Regions from separate parts of the Mus musculus genome. Here region 2 is linked to region 1. Evidence: chromatin contacts called from public promoter capture Hi-C data. All regions are on one chromosome and are shown on one strand. The core of a region is the stretch at or near the end of the contact, and the rest is flanking DNA. Distances in the headings are between cores, read along the strand shown. Region 1 has its middle 8.3 kb from the start of Gm18905. Region 2 holds the start of 1700008O03Rik (RIKEN cDNA 1700008O03 gene).

The links. Promoter capture Hi-C pulls out the DNA fragments that hold promoters and counts their contacts.
Region 2: a promoter capture Hi-C map of hippocampal neurons shows a contact between it and region 1, with 1.9 times the contacts expected there. The contact joins the promoter of 1700008O03Rik here to the enhancer-like site in region 1. A contact is called at or near these places in 9 of 39 promoter capture datasets (the 3T3-L1 cell line, the HPC-7 cell line, cranial neural crest and 6 more), 4 of 115 datasets of contacts at active chromatin or transcription factors (embryonic stem cells and stem cell-derived neural progenitor cells) and 4 of 9 other capture datasets (adipose tissue, embryonic stem cells, liver and 1 more).

The regions. Positions count from the first base shown.
Region 1 is chr7:44,277,900-44,285,045 of GRCm38.p6, reverse strand. It overlaps the pseudogene Gm18307. Among named protein-coding and RNA genes, the nearest start is that of Gm18905, 8.3 kb to the right of the region's middle. Within about 2 kb of position 3,280, at least 13 of the 459 cell types and tissues checked have an H3K27ac peak or open chromatin away from gene starts, as enhancers often do. A contact at or near this core is called in hippocampal neurons, where this site is marked.
Region 2 is chr7:44,371,604-44,378,749 of GRCm38.p6, reverse strand. 1700008O03Rik (RIKEN cDNA 1700008O03 gene) reads left to right here and starts at 3,720. Exons shown (of 6, transcript NM_027049.1): 1 at 3,720-3,763; 2 at 4,226-4,427. The coding sequence starts at 4,361. It overlaps Gm39001 (a long non-coding RNA gene), which reads right to left and starts at 4,253. Exons shown (of 2, transcript XR_882056.2): 1 at 4,181-4,253; 2 at 2,847-3,226.

The sequences.
Region 1 (7,146 bases), core at 2,031-4,530:
TCTGTCTGCCACACATGCACTCGGAGGACATTTTAGTTATAGGGCATTCCCAATCCCCAAATTGGAACCCACACTGTTCAAAACCTGGAGCTTTGTGAGCACTGGTGTGACACAGAGCAAAGTTCCTGGCCTGTCTTGAGGGGAGGGTCACAGTCTCCGCATCCCTGTGAAAACTACAAAGTTACCACCAGGCTGTGTATAAAAAATGTGTATGAAACATAAATGACTTCTGTTTGCCTTTATGGACCATATACATTTTTTGTTTTGTTGTTTGTTTGTTTGTTTTTGAGACAGGGTTCGTCTATGTATCCCTGGCTGCCCTGGAACTCACTCTGTAGACCAGGCTGGTCTCAAACTCAATGATCCCCCTGCCTCTGCCTCTAAAGTGCTGGGATTAAAGGTGTGCGCCACCACCACATCTAGTTACGGTGGGTCTTTAGTTTTAATTGTGTGTGTGTGTAAATCTGGCTGTGGGTATGTGCACATGAGTGTAGTGTCCACAGAGCCCAGAAGAGAGCACTGGAGCCCATGGAGCTGGAGTTACACGTTGTTGTGAGCTAAGAACTAAACTAGGCTCCTTGGTAAGAGCAGCAAGCACTTCTAACCACTGAGCCATCTCTCCAGACTGCCCTACCCCCAGAAGTTATTTTGATAAGGAGAGCCAATTGTATTTAATTGCATACCTACTTTGTGATAGACACTCATCTACCCTTTGCACATCTTATGGCAGAGGGGAAGAGCCAAGACACAAATAGTGTGCCTGGAAGGTGGCTCTTAAGACCCCAGGATCCAAGCTTCTGAGCCCAGCAGGCCCTACATTGAGTGTCACTCACACTGATCAGTTTTGATACTGATCTTTGGAGTCATCATGATACTTGCTCAACATCTTTTCCTGGAACATAATCTGCTCCCAAGTTTGTGAGCTACTTCCTGCTCTACACCACCTTTCCCTGAACCTCAGCCTAAGCTGATGGGACCGATAGACATCAGAGACAGAGCCCCCAGTTTGACACTGGCCCTCCATCCCAAGCATCATAGGATGTATGCTGGGATGTGTGTGTGTGTGCTGGGATGTGTGTGTGCTGGGATGTGTGTGTGCTGGGTGGAGCTGGAGAGTTCAGGGGGGTGAGAAGTGAGGACGAGAAGACAGCTGTGAGCGAGGAAATCACACAAGGTATGGTGTTATGGCATATGCTTATAAGTCTAGTACTCAGGAAGCTGAGACAGGAGGATTGCCAGTTTGAGCATAGAAGACATAGACTTAAAAAACAAAACAAAACAAAACAAAACAAAAAACAAAAACCACGTACTGGGACTTAGTAAGAAAATGTTTGTCTACTGTATCCAGAGAGCAGGGTCCACTCCTCTGCACGGTCAGAGTCAGAGGGTGAGGCTGGCTGTCCTTGCTCAGATGTCTGACTTTCACAGGGCTTTCTCATTGTCCCGGGATTGAGTTGCCTAGAGTGTCTGTCCTGTGAGGCCCAGGGATCCTCCTGTCTCTGTCTCCCAACAATGGGATTAGAAAGATGCACTGCCCAGCCAAGGCTTTTGTGTGGGTGTCAGAGAGTAAACTCAGGTCCCCATAACTGGGCAGCAAACATTTCACCAAACATGCTGTGTCTACAGACCTGTTCTGTCTTATAGCCCTCTCCCCACCTGGCATGGTGTAACCTGTGGTGACAAACTCGTTCTGCCCCAGTGCCACAGCTGCCTCCAGACTGGGAGTCGATATGGGTATCTGTAAATTCATGACTTCCACTTCATTCAGTAAATTTGAGGTCAGTATTTCTAGGAATGCGTGTCCCATCTGAAGGTTAGCCTTAAAATACTATGCTTTTGTAATACTCCACCCCCCCAATCTGTAATTCAGGATTACAGATGTATACCACATCTGGATGAATATGCTTTTAGAGTAGAGTAGTCTCACAGAGTTTCTCCCGATCCGCTTGTTTATTTATTTATGTATTTATCTGTTTTGTTTTGTTGTTGTTCTGGGGACTTGAACTCTGGGCCTCACACAAGCCTTCTATGGTTGAGTCACACCCCAGTCCCTACTGGGGAATTCTAGGTAGGGGTGTCCCCAAAACACACCCCTGCCCTTCAGTGGGATATCCTAGGCAGGGGCAGCTCCTGACCCACATGTCCTGCTTTGTTCTCACATCTACCTTGATATAGGTCTCACTAAGCTCCCTGGGCTGGCCTAGCCTTAACTTTATTCTGCAGGCCAAGCAGATCTTTACCTGTGACTCTCCTGCCTCAGCCTCCTGAGCAGCTAGAATAACATGTGTATGTCCTGAGACTCTACTTGATTTTCTTTCATGGTTTCTCTTCCTTCAGTTGGATCATATCTATTGACTTGTCTTCAAAGTCATTAATTTCATCCCCAGTCTGTAAAATGTAAACAATTCCAATTGCTTTTTGAGCTTTCTGAATTTCCACTTAATTACTTTCACTGTTTCAGTATCCTATGATCCCCTGGCTAGTCATTTCTTGTGCCTTATTGCCTAGAAACCTCCAGTGAGGGGCTTGGGTGTGGCTATGTGGTAGAGACCTTACCTACAAGGCAGGAACCCCTAACCCTCACCCCCACACATACAATGTGAAGATATGAATGGCTTTGTCTTGGGGAGTGGGGGCATGAATTTTAGTGAGATGTCATTGGTGGCTCTGACATGTGGTTTTTCTTCTCCTGCAAGAAATGCCAGCCTGTGGAGGTGTGGTATCTCTGCTAGCTCACCATCACTGTCCTGTTTGTGTCCTGTGTTGTTGGAGTCCTGGGCAACGAGCTGGTGCTGTGGATGGCTGTGTGATGCTGTGTTCTGCATGGCTCACACTGTCCCTATGATCTGGTTCTTCAGCCTGGCCCTGGCTGACTTTACTGTCCTCTTGTCTGTGCCCATTTCCATGTGTATCATAGTCCATGGCTGGTGGCCTTCTGCTAACTTGATCTGTAAACTCTGCATGGCCTTTCTGGTTCCCACTTTCTTCATCAGCATCTATTTGCTGTGGATCATTTTTGTGGATCCCTGCATCTTGGTCCTGCACCGTGTGTGGGCCAGAAACCACAGAACGGTGCAGCGAGCCACATGGCTGTCCATGGTGGTGTGGCTGCTGGAAGCTGCTGCCTGCTCTCTATACTTGAAGTTCTGAACTACTGGGAAATTATATGGCTGTGAATGTTGCTACTTCCACTTCAATTCAGAGAAAGAGACAGGGCAGGATTGGAGTGCAATGGTTGCTAAGCAACAGACAGCAATAGCCATCACCCACTTGCTGCTTGGCTTCCTAGTACTCTTGACTGTCATCAGCGTCTGTGCCCATTGCATCCGGTCCAGGCTTCGGACGAAGGGCTGGGTGCATGCAAGGCGGTTCAAGAAGCTGCTGCTGGTGGTTGTAAGCACCTTCCTCATCTTCTGGTTCCCTTTGAAGGTGGTGCTCTTGGTGAAGTCAGTGCTTCTGATGTCTTTACAGCAGCCTCACTATCCCAAGACAGAGCTCATCTCATGGCTGTCTTCGCCTTGGGCTGCCTCAACCCCTTCCTCTATGTCTTCATCGGCAGAGATTTCCAGCAGTAAAATTTTCAGTCTCTATCTTCTGCCCTGGCTAGAGTGTTTGGGGAAAAGGGTTTTATCAGTCATCCTGTCCCTGAGGCCAATACCCCAGCAGAGGGTAGAAACCTTACAGTTCAAACTAGAAGTCCACCTTCATAGTCTGTAAACAAATACATTAACTTCTGAGACAAGCTTCTACCACTATTAAGTCCTCCCAGCAATCCACCCTCAGAAGCCTTCTTAGTATTGGCACAGCATCTATTTCCCAAATGGTGAATAGTGAAAACAAAACTACATTTCCCAGTATCCTTTGCAACTATATATAGCCATGTGACTGAAATTTGGGCAATAGTCTGTTAAGTATGCAATGTAACTTCCTCAAAGGGACTAAATGCGAGAGCTCTGTCCACCCTTCTTTAGTTTGACTAGAAATGGAATGTATTAGCCAGTTTTTGCTAATTGATGAACATCCCCTTTCAAGTGTAAAGGCATTTAAAAAACAGAACCCACATGGGGCTGGAGAGTTGGCTCAGTGATTAAGAGCACTGGTAGCTCTTACAGTAGATCTGATTTTGATTCCCAGCACCCATGTGCTAATGTACAACTGTCCATACAGTTGCAGGGGATCCGGCACCCTCTTCTCTGCTAGAACCAAGCTTAGTCATACATGCAAACAAAACACTCATGCACATTGTCTTAGGGTTTTATTTCTGTGAACGGACACCATGACCAAGACAGCTCTTATTAAGGACAACATTTCATTGGGGCTGGCCTACAGGTTCAGATATTCAGTCCATTATCATCAAGACAGGAGCATGGCAGCATCCAGGCAGGCATGGAAGAGCTGAGAGTTCTACATCTTGGTCCAAAGGCAAACAGGAGAATATTGGCTTCCATGCATCTAGGATGAGGATCTCAAAGCCCATCCCCACAGTGACACATATCCTCCAACAAGGCCACACCTCCTAATTGTTCCACTCCCTGGGCCAAGCATATACAAACCATCACACATGTTATTTAAGTAAATCCAAAGACCAAAAAAACCTCTTATGATTTCTGCAGCTCAGCAGTTTGGGTTGGGATCAGCTGAGCATTTTTCCCATCGCAGTTAGACTCTCTCATGCTGTTCTGAGGAGCAGTTGGCTATTGTCTGGGATGAGCACACTGACTAAGCCATAGAGTTTCCATTCTCCCACATACTTGCTTTGTGTGTATGCCTCTCTCTCTCTCTCTCTCTCTCTCTCTCTCTCTCTCTCTCTCTCTCTCCGTGTGTGTGTGTGTGTGTGTGTGTGTGTGTGTGAGTGTGACTGTGTGAGTGTGGATCTAAGGACAGCTTAGATCTTACTCCTCAGGTGCCATAAACCTAACTTTTTAGACAGTGTCTCTCACAGGTCAGGAACTCACCAAATAGACTAGGATTGCTGGCCAGAGAGTCTGTGGGATCTATCTGTCTCTGCCTCCCTGAGACTGAGATTACAAATGTGCAAAATCACATCTGAGCTTTCTAATGTGGGTTCTAGGGATTGAACTCAGGTCGCTGTGTTTTACACGGCAGTACTGTAGTGACTGAGCTTCTCCCAGGCCCACTAGAGAGGGGTTTACAAGTGAGAGGCAAGGTGACAAGTGGGAATTGGTGACTTCTGCTTCATGCTACTGGGTATGGCAAGTTTCAAGGCTGTCCAGAATCCAGGCTTGAAGGACAGGGCTTGCCTTTTCAAGGGAAGACCTGTAAAGTGACATTGCACAGAAGAAGCAGAACAGCCATTTTGTACCCTGCTACAGTCACTGTGTAAGATGTTCTGCGTCATGGAATCCTGGTGATGGTCTTGGGATGTGGGCTCTGAGGAAAGGATGGCAAATCTCTCTCTCTCATTCTCTCTCTCTCTCATTCTCTCTCTCTCTCATTCTCTCTCTCTCTCTCTCTCTCTCTCTCTCTCTCTCTCTCTCTGTGTGTGTGTGTGTGTGTATACATGCTATGGCATGCATGTAGAAGTCAGAGAACAACTTTCTGGGGTTGACTCTCTCCTTCTACCTTGTGGGTCTTGGGAAACCTAACTCAAGGCAGCAAGCACATTTGGGGGGACAGCCATCACACTGGCCCAGGACTATGTGTAAATCAAGATAGTAGATGTTTCTACTACCCAGTTGGAATCAGGTTGTCCACCAACTGAAACCCTAAGCAGCCCCTAACTAGTGCATCTCATAAGTACTCCTTCCCTCCTTAGTGTGGTGGTACAACTCTGTAATCACAGCACCAGGGAGGCTGAGTAGGGAGGGTTGCAAGTTCAAGGCCAGCCCTGAATACATAGCAATCTGTACCAGACCACAGAAGGCAAAGTGGGTTGAGATGAGGGCATGCCACAGATTCCTTGTCCAGGGCTCTTTCAGCCCTGAGGTCTGGGCTGTCATCGGTGAAGAACCGCAGTTCAAATCTTCTTAAGCGCATTTCTCAGCCTCCAGGGTAAGTCCCACCACAAAAACCCATACTGAAGCTGTCTGCTGGTGTGAGTCTTAAGCTAGGTCACAATGAGGACCCAGATATAAATCAGTTATGGGGGAATCACGGGCCAGCCTAGGCTTGTATTGTAAGAATGTCTCTGTCTTGAAAAAGAAAAGCAAAACCTTGAGAGAGGCTCCGGAGGCCATGCCGCTTCCTGAGGATCTACAGGCAGCTAGCTAGTGATTGCTAGGGGATGCAGACATTTTCTTCAGTGGTATAGCCACTTACAAGTTTCACAGACTCCTGTGAGCAATCCCAGTTAAACCCATTAGGTCACACACAAAAAGACATGGCCACAGAAGCTGTGGGTTGGTCAGAGTTCTCTAGAGGAGCAGAGTTGACAGAGCGAGTACACATGGGAAGGGCTGACTAGACTGACTTTCATGATGCAGCCTGGACAGACCAACAATAGCTGTCTTCACAATGAAGAGACTTGAGGACCAGTGGCTGTTCAATCCACGAGGCTGGGGTGCCTCGAGATTTCCAATCTGATGCTAAAGGCCTTGAGGATACTGGGTGAGCCACTGGTCTTCAGTCCACATTGGAAGACAGAAGAGACTGAGCTCTGAGATCAGGAAAGGGTGACATAGGCGGCGGCGGCGGCAGCAGCAGCAGCAGCAGCAGCAGCAGCAGCAGCAGCAGCAGCAGCATTGATGAACTTAACGTTGTCAGGGAGACACAAAGGCATTAACCACAGGGGACTATTGTGTAGATTGAAAACCTTCATCTTGGAGGCCAGCTCCTTAATCTAGAAAGTAATAAGCAACTCACAGGCTTCAGAAAGTCCCTGAAATTGAGCAGACTCACTAGGCTCCTCCCTCTTCACGCATACATAAGTAGAAAGGACTGCTAAGGGTCACTCTCAGACCAACTGAACTGTCTGGGAAAGACAACCTCTAACCTATTGAGCTGTCTGCAGGCTGTGCAGTGTGCTCTAGGGTCCCATCTTATGTGAGTTGTCATCCATGCTAGGATGGGCTTTTGTCAAAGTCGGCTATCGGAGTCATTTCTGCTTCTGTAAGTAACCCCAATAAAACTCACTGGTTCACCAAGATGGACTTTGGTGGCATCTGTTCTTTGTTCTGTGGTCAGTTC
Region 2 (7,146 bases), core at 2,471-4,970, 93 kb before region 1:
ACCTGAGAAGCCTGTGCTTGAGGTGGGCCAGGATAGGTTCTGGGGTTTAAAGAGATGCTATACAGACTCATACACAGCTCTGCCCATCCCTCCCAGTGTTCAGTAGCTAGAGATAACCCCAAGATAGAGGTCAGCCAAGTAGCCAGGATTTGTGCAGAGGGAAGAAAGCCCTCAAACAGAGCTGCAGCCGGCACTGCTGCAGGTCTGACATCATCTGTGGAACTGGAGGAAAGTGCTGACTCGGGAATGTGGGTCCTGGGCTTGTGGCCAAGGGTTGCTGATGGCCTGACAGAGGTGGCAGGAGTGGCGGAGGGAAGTAATTGGCAGCTGGACAGAGGGGGCAGCCAGGGAACAGAGACACACAGAGCAATAGAGACAAAGAGAGGGAGGAGGAGAGAGGAGATACAGGGAGAGATGTGTCAGGTAGAGTTGTACAAGACACACAGAAAGGGGCAGCGCTGCACAGCATGGTAAAGATGCAGAAAGTTGGGTGTGAAGTTTGGTGAGTCAAACTCAGAGATGAACGTAGGAGAGGCCCAGGAGGCTCCTCCCCTCCCTGAGGAGTTGTTGTTTCACTATAGTAAATAAACTACACTCATAAGCACACAAGCAATTCTAACTAAACTCAGTGGGTTAAAAATAAAAAGCTGGACATTGGTGGCACACACCTTTAATCCCAGCACTTGAGGGGCAGAGGCAGGTGGATATCTGTGAGTTCAGGGCCAGTCTGCTCTACAGAAAGAGTTCCAAGACAGCCAGGGCAACACAGAGAAATCCTCTCTCGAAAAATGAAAAATGAAAAAATAAAAGTGTGGGGGCAGGGGCGGGGTGGGGGTGGGGCGGGGAGGATGTTGGGAAGAAGAGTTCCAGAGGATTGGGAAGGAAATAAGAGAGGTGAATGGGAGGCAGAGAGGACAACAGTGATGGAGAGACACCCTGAGGAAGCAAGAGACAGCAGGCAGGGGTTGAGGAGGTTCTGAGAGCATGAGTAGAATCAGAATACAATATACACATATGTGAATTGCCAAATAATAAATGAAACATATGTATCTGTGTCTATCTATCTATCTATCTATCTATCTATCTATCTATCTATCTATTTTCAAGAAGTTAGGTTGTGTTCCAGAGAGAGAAAAGAGAACTGAATTTGGAGAACTGATAGTTGTTCCAGCTACTTTTCTATTGCTGTTGATAAAATGCTGTTACCAAAAGCAAGGAAGGAAAGAGTTTCTTTGGATTACACTTCCAAGGCACAGTCCCTTAGTGAGGGAAGCCAAGGTGGGAACCTGAAGGCAGGAACCGTGGATGAAAGTTGCTTTCTAGCTTGCTAGCAGACCCATGCTTCTGCTTAGTTACCTAGGGAATGGTACCACCCACCACGGGCTAGGTCTTGCAACAGCCATTAACAATTCACAGTATGAGTTTCTCAAATAAGACTTCTCTCAGATGGCAGTAAGCTGTGTGGAGTTGACAGTAAAGCTAACCAGGAGAGAGAACTTTCACTGCGCCATTTTCACTGGTCAGAGATGAGAAACTGATCTCAGAGGTCATCAGTGTAGTGGTTTGAATGAGATGTTCACCGTGGTTTGGGCATTTACTATTTGATGCCTAGTTGTGGCCCTGCTTGGGGAGTTTAGGTGCAGGAAGTGTGTCTCTGGGGTCAGGCTTTGAGAGTTAATAGGCTTGAGCAATCCCCAGTTTGCTCTCTCATTCCTGATAGCAGTTAAAATGTGAGCCTTCAGCCTTCCGTTACCTCCTGCCACAATTCCCTGACACTACTGAGTCTTATCCATCTGGAATTATATGGCCAAGTAAATCTTTTCTAAGTTGCTATGGCCACTTAAAAAAGATTTTAATTTTTTTAATTGTATGTATATGAGTACACCGGTATGTCAGACACACCAGAAGAGGGTATCAGATCTGATTACAGATGGTTGTGAGTCACCATGTCGTTGGTGGAAATTGAACTCATGACCTCTGGAAGAGTAGTCAGCGCTCTTAACCACTGAGCCATCTCCCCAGCTCGGTCAAAGTGTTTTATCACAGCAACAGAAACTAAGACTGCGGGGCTGGTGAGATGGCTCAGTGGGTAAGAGCACCTGACTGCTCTTCCAAAGGTCCAGAGTTCAAATCCTAGCAACCACATGGTGGCTCACAACCATCCGTAACGAGATCTGACTCCCTCTTCTGGAGTCTAGTTGACAGCTACAATGTACTTACATATAATAAATAAATAAATCTTAAAAAAAAAAAAAAGAAAAAAAAAAGCCTTCCAGGCTGCCCTGTCTTGCAGGCTGCCCTGTCTTGTCTGAGCCTGTATTCTCTTCTTCTACATACTATAGTCTCACAAGGAATAGGAGGGGTAAGGTCCACTGGGCTGGGGTTGCATTGTTAGACACAAGAGATACACTCATTCATTCATTCATTCATTCATTCACTCATTCAATGCATATGTCTCTGGGCAGTGAAAGTGAGGGCTTAGGTGTTCCTGTGACCATGGCAGTCAAAAATGCTCCTTGTCCTACAGAGATGGAACTGGAAAAGATGGCTGAATGAGAGAAAGGGAAGGTCCAGGGACAGGGTCCCTGTCTTACTTTCTTTGTCCCCAGTTGAGTTTGCCACAGGGACCTTGCCTCCCCATCATTAAGTCTCTCTGCTTCACCTGGGCTCAGCCTGGTTCCAGGGAGTCTTCCTAACACACAGCAGAGTAGTTGCATTGTGTACACAGGACTCATGTTCAAATCCCCGAACCCCATGTATGCTGGCGCCCACCCAGGATTGTGTGCATTGGAGGATGTACACATACCCAGAAGAAATGTTGGAAATCATGGTTACAGAAGACTGAATGAGACCATTGAAGTGTATGAGCTTTTTAAGTGGCCAGTAACAGCCAGGCATAGCGGGGCACAACTTTAATTTCAGCACTAAGGAAGCAGAGGGGGCCAACTGTATGTAGGCCAGCCTGGTCTGCATAGTAAGTTCAAGGGGGGTGGGGTGGGGGTGCGGGTACATAGTGAGCACTGTGTTGAAAAAACACTAAAAACCAATCCCCCTCCCCAAAGCAAAACAACCAATCAAAACCAGCTAAATTGATCAAAGTTTAGGTTTCTCAATTTCTAACAAAAAATTGAGAGCTTCAGGCACAGCTGGATCCAGCCAGGCGGTCTTTCCTTCATCTTTGCCTTCTGGCAAGTTCCGAATCTACAAGGTAACACCGTGGCGACGCCTGCCCTTAAAGAAAGAGAAAGAGACTCCTAGCTGTGCTCCAGAATCGGGACTGATTTGTAAATTAGCTCAGAAAGCCACAGTGACAACAAAGACCACCTGGGAAGGGAGCTTGGGGACTCTATTGTCAGAAGGGGCGTGGTGACACATTCCTAACATTTCTGACTCTGGAAGGCAAGGGCCTGCCTGGATAAGGGACTGAGTTCAAGACCAGACCGGGATACATAGGCAGTTATTAAGAGGGAGAAACAGGCTACAAAAAGTGAGCCTGTGGATGCATAGACGAGACAGCTAAAGGGTTTTACAGCCTCCTCGCCTCACAGGTCCGAACTCACAAAGGATAGTCTACCCGGCACCTGCCTGCAGAAAGCCCCCAAGCCTGGCACCCAATGACACTTTTCTCACGTTCAGGAATAAGAGCCCCAGCCTTGCTCTCACATTGGGCACCATGGTAACCAGACCCTGCCTACCGTCCCCTCCCCCCTAGAGAACTCAGTTTCTGTTTGTCTCCAGGAGTCTAGCCGGTGCTGAGCAGAGGGCAAGTGGGCTCAGAGAGGGGAAGAGAGAAGGGCGAGGTGGTGGGAGTGGAAGCTGAAGCAGCTATGGAAGAGAGACTGAGGAATGGGCCTGGGAGAAGGGGAACGGGAAATAGGGAGGCTCAGAGAGGGTGACAAGATTGGTGAAGGACTGCAATGAGGAGGGGGCAATCCAGGGGGCTGGGGAGGTGCTGGGGAAGCTGATGGAGAAAAAGACCAGGGAGGTGGGACAGAGGGCAGAGACTTCTGGGAGAAATGTGGAGGACAACTGGGAAAGGGGGTTTAGAGGGAGGCAGACAGAGAATTGTGAAAACCGGGGACAGGGATGGTTCAGGAGGGCTGAAGAAAGAGAAGCCATGAGACAGGAAGAGATGGAGACGGAAGTAGAGTTGCAGGGAAACAGGAGGTGGGGCGCACACCGAGTCCCGGAGGTTAGGGGAAAGCGTGTGTCCTTGTGGTCTCAGCCTTCCAGTTCCGTGTTTGTCCCTCGTGGTTTCAAAGAGCAAGAAGCAGAAGTCCAGGAAAAGAGCTGCGCTGTGTGGCCCAGTGCGAGCATCTCGCCCCATCTTTCTGGACTTCCCCAGACCCGCTTCTCCAGGATGCAGCCAGAGGTGGAGCCTTTAATCTCCCCCAACCTGGGCGCCCCTGGCTCACACAGGGAGACAGGTGAGCAGGTCTGGGGGCCGGCGAACCGGCATTCCCACACTGTTGGTCCTCGAGCCTAGAACTACATTTCCCAGGAGCCCCTGCCTTTCTCTGGCTGATACTCTGGGTACAGAACTGCATTGCCCTTGGGGGTTCTGCAAGTCTCTGGCCAGTGTGGGAAGCCTCAAACCACATCTCTCAGAAGCTGTTGCAGTCCCCCTGCTAATAATTCTCTGAGCTCATACTACTTTTCCCAAGAGGCTCCCTTGCCAATATTCTGAAATCAAAACTACATTTCCCAGAAGGCCTTGCAGATCTCTAGCAAAGACTCTGCGGGTCCCTGGTCAGTATTCTGGGTCCAGAACTACATTTCCCACCAGCCTCTGCAGTTACCGGGCTCATTAATAATCTTTTAACAAGAAGTGCTGCAGCTATCTGAACGTAACTTCTGGGCCCCAAACTACATATCCCATGAGACACTTGCAGTTCCCTAGCCAACACTCAGATTTAGAACTCTGTTCCCCTCACCCTCTGCAGTTCCCTGGCACATACCCTCGGTTTACAAAGAATTTACCATGAAATGCTGCAGTGTCGTTCCCCCCTCCTCCGCCCCCCGCTAATATTTCTGGGCCCAGAACTGCAGTTCCCATGAACCTCCTGGGCTTCAACAACGCTTCTGAGTCTATTTTCCCTAGATACCTTCACTCCTTGGTCTTGCACAGTAGTTCAACGTCTTCCTGTCCTCAATCCCTGGTTCTTATTTTCAGATAGCCCCACCTCCAACCCAGATGCAGAACTAAACCCTAGGTGCCAATCTTCCACCACAGCCCCACTCAGAGCCCCGACCCCACCCCCCAGCCCTGTCTTACTTTCTTTGCCCATAGTTGAGTTTGCCACAGGGACTTTGCCTCCCCATCATTAAGTCTTTCTGCTTCACCTGGGCACAACCTGGTTCCAGGGAGTCTTCCTAACACGCAGCTAGACTATAGCTGTCTCTTGCTCACGTCAGCCCCAGGCTTGCAGCCCTTTCCAGCACAGCTCACTTCCCAAATGCTGAGTTGATGTCATCCCAAGAAGATTCTGCATGGCTGTAAGTAACAGAAATGTGAACTCTGTAAAAGTAGAAATGGCATTTGTTCTATACAAAAAGTACAGAGAGATTAAAGTCAGGGACACCACTAGGGAGCCAGTTTCTTTCATCTCTCAGAGTTTTGATTTGAGACACATTTCCTTGGCATAGCACATAACTTTGGCTTGCTATTACCTCACGGTCACAAAGCAGCTACTACAATTCCAACCATTCTCTCCAGAAGTCTTCATTCTGAGGGCTCCCTAGATGTCTTCTCCTGCCACTTCAGCTGCAAACACTAAGCTGCCCACTTGGCCGACCGAGTAAGAGGAAACAAGATGACCTTATTCTTCTGCACAGGGGTTTCCAGCTCTAGCCGAGGCCCATTTAACAAGAAGCTTTACCACTGGGGCTCAGGCGGTCCTAGTTTTTTGGATGCTTACCTGGTGGAGATAATGAACCGGAGCTGGAACATTTCGGTATAAGCCTAATGACTATTTCTGAGTACCTGGGAAGAGAACTATAAACCTCAAGACCCCATGTGGTCACCTTCCTCCACCTAGACCCTCACCTCCACAACAGCCCACCGTCTTCAAAACTGGGTATCATTCGTTCAAATGTGAACCAGTAGGGACTTTTCACATCCAAACTACAAAATGTAGCAAACTCCTACAGTCTTTAAGTCTCACTGTAACCTACACCTCCTCAGGGAGGCATTCTGGGATTGCCTGGGGGGAGAATTTCCTCTGCCATTCTAAACTGGGAGTTCTCAGGACAGAGTGGCTATTAGTCATTTGGCTAATAATCTTTTTAAGTTTTCCGGTGAAAGGGTGTTCTCCATTGTCCTCCAAGACACACAGGAAGCACAGAGATGCTATTGAGGAGTGAAATTCTTTTTTTTTTTTTTTTTTTTTTTTGGTTTTTCGAGACAGGGTTTCTCTGTATAGCCCTGGTTGTCTTGGAACTCACTCTGTAGACCAGGCTGGCCTCGAACTCAGAAATCCACCTGCCTCTGCCTCTCAAGTGCTGGGATTAAAGGCGTGTGCCACCACCGCTGAGTGAGGAGTGAAATTCTTGCATCAAGTGAATTAGTAAATACTTTATTTTCCCCCAGTTTTGGGATCAAACCTAAAGATTTGTGGTGTCAGACAGGGGCTCTAACACTGACATGATCCTAGTCCTTCACGGGTGGATTCTAGGCAGGTGCTCTACCACTGAGCCACACTCCACCTTCTCACTGGGTATTGTGGTTTGAATAAGAGTAGCTTCTAGAAGCTCATGTATTTGACTGCTTTGTCACTAAGGAGTGGATCTGGTCTTGTTGAAGGATCTATGTCTCTAGGGCTGGGATTGAAGTTTCAAAAGCCCATGCCAGCCTTTCCCCTCTCTCAGCTTGTGGATCAGCGACTACTCCAGTGCCGTGTGTGCTATCATGTGCCCTGACATGATAATGGACTAAGCCTCTGAAGTTTTGAGGGAGACCCCAGTTAAAGTGGCTGTGGTCATCTCATACCTTCACAGCCACAGAACAGTGTGGTCACGGCATGCCTTCACAGCCGTAGAGCAGCGACTAAGACAGAAGTTGGTACCAGGAAGCAGGATATTGCTGAAACAGGCCTATTCATGCTACTTATTGGTGTAATGTAGACTTTGGGATGTCGGATTTAGAAA